Linked DNA regions of Oryctolagus cuniculus: region 2 is linked to region 1. The links are chromatin contacts, called in public Micro-C maps. All regions are on one chromosome and are shown on one strand. Each heading gives the region's core, a stretch centred on a gene start, on an enhancer-like site or on the middle of the called end of the contact. The rest is flanking DNA. Distances are from core to core; before and after follow the strand shown.

The links. Hi-C and Micro-C count contacts between places; a contact is called where the count stands out from the background.
Region 2: a Micro-C map of ear pinna shows a contact between it and region 1, with 3 times the contacts expected there. The contact joins the enhancer-like site here to the promoter of REEP3 in region 1. A contact is called at or near these places in 3 of 6 Hi-C or Micro-C datasets (ear pinna, psoas muscle and an unstated tissue).

Annotation. Positions count from the first base shown.
Region 1 is chr15:55,823,605-55,826,401 of mOryCun1.1, forward strand. It overlaps REEP3 (receptor accessory protein 3), which reads left to right and starts at 1,523. Exons shown (of 8, transcript XM_008270080.4): 1 at 1,523-1,695. The coding sequence starts at 1,664. It overlaps JMJD1C (jumonji domain containing 1C), which reads right to left. Exons shown (of 27, transcript XM_051823261.2): 1 at 1,856-2,797. The coding sequence starts at 2,228.
Region 2 is chr15:56,031,649-56,034,629 of mOryCun1.1, forward strand. The region is part of intron 4 of LOC138845369 (a long non-coding RNA gene); the gene reads left to right. Among named protein-coding and RNA genes, the nearest start is that of JMJD1C, 190 kb to the left of the region's middle. Within about 2 kb of position 1,648, at least 8 of the 8 cell types and tissues checked have an H3K27ac peak or open chromatin away from gene starts, as enhancers often do. A contact at or near this core is called in ear pinna, where this site is marked.

The DNA of each region.
Region 1 (2,797 bases), core at 273-2,772:
ATATTTCAGAGCCTGCTCATGAAGGGATCTGAATGACATTTAAACATGTTGGAGTTTTATAAGGCAAGAGAATCCTCCAGAACACTGGTTTAGAGGACACACCTGATCCCCTAACACTGCTGAACAATGACCAAAAATAAAATTCAGAACAAACACAAGTTATCAGTGAGATTCCTGAGATAAAAATATTCTTTACACAATAAATAAGCAAAAAGAACCTAACCCAAGAGCAAAAAGCAGCTTCTAAACGCGTTTCTTTAATCAAAATTTTACTAAATTTATTGACTCTGGGAACTGAAAAGAACTCAGAATAACCTAGGAGTCTGTGTCCCTTGATTTTCTTCCAAGCAAATCAGAGCACTTCCTGAACATGTTATTTAGCAATGCCTCCCCACACCCCGAAAGGCAAGCAGCAGCCAACAGTATTATTAGTCTCTTTTTACTATGGAGAAACTGAGGAACAAAAAGAATAAATTACAGTATGGTCACAAAGTAAACCATCATATTTTCTAGGACTTTAATTAAAGATAAAATTAAAGGCTCCAAGCCTACATTTTACCCTTTATTCTTCACACCATCTGAATACCAGAATTACCTTTAATTACCTTTTAATCAGAAAAAAAAAAAAAAAGAGCTAAACTTCGGGATCAGGTTTCTTAATTTGGTCCTGTAGCCAAAATTAAAATTCTGCTCCTAAGACGACATTTACAGGAACTACAAGGTGTAAAGCGGCAACGCAACCTCCCCAAAAATACAGTTGTAAGCATCAGTAAAAGTCAGGAATACCTGGCCCAGCTTTTTTACCTTGAATTATCTGGCTCAAGGAATACTGGAGATTTGCGTCAGAAAAACAAGCTGTGCAGATGCTCTGATGGAAAGGTGGCCCCAGACGCCCCGACACGCTAACTGCAAACACGAAATCCAACACTCTCTTCCTCCATCCATCCCTGCATTGCACCATGCACGGGGAGGCTCGAGGTATACCCGAGGCCTGTGCAAGTAGGCCCTGCAAACGTTTCCCTGAAAAATGCCGTACTGTGAAGATGCCCTCGGTACTGGGCCTTCGTAAACAGCGCAGGGACCGGATGTGGGCGAGCACGCCTCAAACTCTCGGCTCTCCAGAATCCAGGGCCTGGTCTGGAGGTTTCTATCCCACACAGAGTTTCTGCAGTTTTATCTTTCACACGCGCAATGACGACCCCGACCCCCGAGTCCCCTTCCCCAGCCTCCAACACCCCCACACACTCTCTCTTCACGCCAGGTGGGCGTCTCGAAGGAGGCCGGCAAGGGAGGCCGGAGCGCAGGGGTGTGGGTCGCGGCCGCGTGGCGCCGACCGGGGTCCCCGCCGGTCCAGCCCCCGGAGCCCGGCCGCCTGCCCCCGGCCGGGACCAACGCGCCGCCGCCGCCACCGCCTATCAGCGGAGCGCAGGGGCGGGGCCGGTCGGCTCCGCCGCGGCTCGGACGGCGGGCGGGGACGGGCGGGGGACCCACCGCCGCGCAGCTCGGGCCGCCGCGCGCAGACACCGGGCCCGGCTCCCGAGGGCGCCAGCGCGGCCCCGGGGAGCGCGAGGAGCCGGCGAGCGCGCGGCCTGCCGTTGGCGGCCTGGTCAGCCGCGCTCAGTGCCCACCCGCCCCGGAGGTGGGGCCCAAGCCCCCCAGGAAGATGGTGTCCTGGATGATCTCCAGAGCCGTGGTGTAAGTGCCGCTCACGACGCCCCGCTGCCCGCGCTGAGGCCCGGAGGAGCTGTGGAGCGGGGCAGGGGCCCGGAGAAAAGGAAGGCCCGGGCCTGGGCGGGGGTGGGGTGGCCCGGCCTTGGGCCCACACCCGGGAGCTGGGGGCCCTCGGCTTCCTCACCCTGGTCCACGTCGCTGCGGGGCTCCGTGCGGCGGACGAGGGTCCAGTGGTGGCGGCTGCGGCTGCGGCACGGCGCGGTGCGGCGCGGCCCTGCTCGGCTGCGTGCGACTCGGCGCCCCTGCTCCGGCGGCGCTGGGTGGGCAGGCGCACAGGGCAGGCGGCGCGCGCCCCCTGCTCCCGTTCCCCGCGCTGCGCGGCACCGCCCTGTGGGCCCGGGAGTGGCGCGCCTCGTGGCGGCGACCTGCGCAAACTCCGCTGACGCCGAGCGCGGGAGGCTCGGCGATCCTCCCGGGGATGCGGCGGCGGCGGCGCCGAAGCCTTTGTATCCCGCGGCTGATGCGTTGCGGTGTCTCTCGCGGCGGCTGATTGCCATTGGGTCACGTGTGGTAGGAGGAGAGATTTGTCTGAAAACCTGAGACCGCTCCCAGCTCGGGATCCTTTGGAAGGGTCCCAGTTGTTGCCAGGTTTACAGCTTACCGAGAAAGGCGGCTGCTATTAAAAAGGTGACGCCCGCCTGCTCGCCCACATCCCCAAATTGCCCCCGTCTTGGCGGAAATATTTGCTCAGGGATTGAGAGACGGCAGGTGCCTGTTGCCTTTGTTCAGATTATCGCTTCATTTCATTGTGCTTTCACCAGCAAATTCTTCGTGTCCGTTGGATTGTGGCGTTTACTCAGTAAAGGTATATGAATATAACTTAAACTGATTCCCTCCTTCCCATGTAACCCCTCCCCCCAAAAAAGAAAAAAAAAATAAAAGTCCCCGAGTAAACAACGATGACGTAGTCACAGCCAGGGCCCCTGAATCCATTCATTATTCACGATCAGCACCTTTATGAAATGTTTATGTGAGGCCGTGGGCTTCTCAGATTCGCTTTAGAATTTAGGGAAAATACAGCATTTCCAGATTGCTTATTTCGTTTTTAACGAGGAAAAAGGAGGTA
Region 2 (2,981 bases), core at 398-2,897, 210 kb after region 1:
CACATGTTTAATGTATATGTTGTATACTATAATAATTGTAACAGGAAGTATAGAGAACAAAAGCAATCTGAAGGAAATTCTATTCTTTTTGTACTACAGTGTCAAGTGTCTGTCTTGAGAAAGAAAATAAGAATGGAATTCAGTCCTTTGAAGTATACATGTTAATGGCTAGATTACTTCTTTTAACTGTGTCAGAAACACAAATTTTAATTTCAGGAATGTATATGAAATAAAATACATTTGCCTTATATTTATTCAAGTAAAGTACAATCACAGGTAATTTTTTTAAGATAAAACAAGTTCCTGTGTTAAAATTCCATAATTTCAGAATAAGATAATTGAAGTAGTACCTAACTATAAAATCATTTCCTATTACATGGCTAGATAAAAATTCTCTTTTTAGTTTTCTTTCCTTGATCTTTTCAACTTAAAGACATTGTTTCTCTATTTCTCCTTTCTAGTGGATTTTGCCTCATGCTCTTCCCCGTGTGGGTGAGCTGTTTTGTCTTTTTGCCTAACGCAGATGATAAGTCTCATGGATTCGATCGGTTCCTGGGCAGATTCTGGTGCTGGGGTTCAGGACAGGCAGCACCCTGGCCAGGAGAAGGTGGCAGAAGGAGGAAGAACTCCCTGACCTCACCCCTCCCTTCTCTCCTGAAGTAGTCAGAAGGGAGTTGCCTGATCCTGCTCTGAAGCAGGTCACGGGACACCTACCCTACACCCAAGGGAAGGCACACAGGGACACAGATCAGCGGAATCTAAACAAACAGGGCCAGACTCCAGCCCCGTGCCCATGCATTACCACCACCTCACACCCCGTCTTTCCAACTCTCCACTCCTTCAAACAGCACGCAGATCCACAGGTTTCCCTTTCTGGAAGGCTGCCTCATCACGTACAATGTGCAGTAAACACACTTGTGTGCCTTTCTCTGGCTAATCTGTCTTTCCTTAGAGGAGCCTCAGCCATACAACTAGCATAATGTAAGAAAAAAAAAATTGTTTCTTTCCCTACACTGCCTTGGAATTTGAGAATATACCTGTGTTCTAGCTTTCACTTAGGGAACACGGTGAAGGAGACAGGTAGAGATAGGATTCCCCAAAAGTCGGGCGACAGGTGATGGCTGAGCTGGCCTGGGCTCTAGGGGGACGGACACTGCCCTGGTCAGCAGAAACACCAGCTGTCAACACTGCTCCACACTTAGGGGTTCTTTGTAACAACACATTGCAGAGATGCAATTGTCATCACTAGACTCTCTTCTGTTCCTGTAGTAGTTGGATAACTGGCCACCAGCAGCCACAGCAGGCCAGCTCGAGGATCTCAAGGGTCTTCAACAAAAAGGATTTCTCGCTCACGTACGGCGATGCGGTCCCTAGAGATGCTCCTGCCCTCCGCCACTCTGGGACGCTGCCACACTGCAGTCCCTTACAAGGGACAGGAGCGTTGGCTCTGGGACCTTGACTTGGAAGTGTTACTTGATACTCCTGCTCCCCTTTCACTGTCTGGAACCGGACACTTGGCTCCAACCCCACTGCCAGGGAGGGCAGGAAGTGTAGGGAGTGACACCAGTTCTCCTTTGAGTCTGCAGCCCCAGTACTGGCGAGGGCTCCTTTCGCACAGCCTGCATTTATTCAGCTCAGGGTGCCTGGCGGCTGTGCTGCTGACTCATGGCCTGATTCGCTGCCTTTTTTTGCTTTTCATTCTCTGGCTAGCTCTGTCACAGGCTCTCCAATCTATTTCTGGTTCAGATCCTGGGGAGGGACTGTCTGATTGGCTTGTGTGTCGGCCTGGTCTCTGGGCGGAGCCTTTGTTCCCTCGGAGAGGCTGTGGCCGGCCCAGCCAGTCACTACCCTTGGTTTTGCACCCACACCTGTTTTAACCACCTGGGGAAAGGAGTTTGGGAGTAAGTGGACAGGAATTTGAGATAAAATGAATAAGTGTAACGGGACTATTTGGAACATCAAAGATGTAAAACCTATCTCATGATGTCCCTTCGTTATTAAATTGTTACTACATCACAACAGTTGCATAACCCAAGTTCCTCGGGTTTTGTAAGGATCTACAGGTATATATTTTTTCAAGCATATGCGGCAATAGCAATTCAGAGCAGCTGTTTTAAATGTCAGTCCACAAACCAAGATGTACGGAACTTTCTTCCCTTTTTTTGATAGCCAAATTTAATTTCTATTTTATGCCTCTGCTCCATTCAGTAGAAGAAACTCAACTTTGCTCAATTTCAATCCCCTCCCCCATCTGCCTAGAGTTGCATCTAAGAATCAAGGGGTGTGGGTAGGATCCAGGTGTTGGGACACGACCCCTCTGGCCCCATGCTTCTATCCAGGTTGACTCTCCTGTCTACACTTCCCAGGCTGTTGAGAGCCAGGTGTGGACATGTGTGTCAGGGCTGCCTGCCGGTGGGGCGTAGGAGTGGTGAGTCCACTCCTGGGGCAGCATCTCCTGTGGCATCTCCTGGCCCCCAGTTCCCCACATTACTTCCTCTCTTTCTCCCAGGCTGAAATGAGGGTGTGGCGATGCTGAGCCGGCTCATTCTGTGAGGGTGTGAGGGAGGGCAGCCTTCTGCGGGGTGGCAAAGGGCAAGAGAGAAAGATCCTGGCTCCTGGGTGATCTCGTGGCAGCCGAGCAGCTCCGGGCTGCTTGCACCTGCTGCCACTTGAACTTGTGTGAGACAGACACGAGCCTTCGGTCTTGTCTGGGGCTCTGCCATTTTGGTCTGTTTGAAAGCAATTAAACCAGTATCCTTGCGGACACACCCACGTCCCTGGGAAGTCCCTGTGTACTCGACCTGGTTTCCGCCGGCCAGGCTTCCGGTCCCTTGCTTCGCAATGCCTTGCGCACACCACGCCCTGCATGTTACTGCTCCCCCTAATACTTCCTCACCAGCTGCACCGTGGGAAACTCTGCTCCAGGCTCATCTTGCATTCCTGGCATCACTGGGCTGCTCCACCTCGCTCTGTGGCTTTAG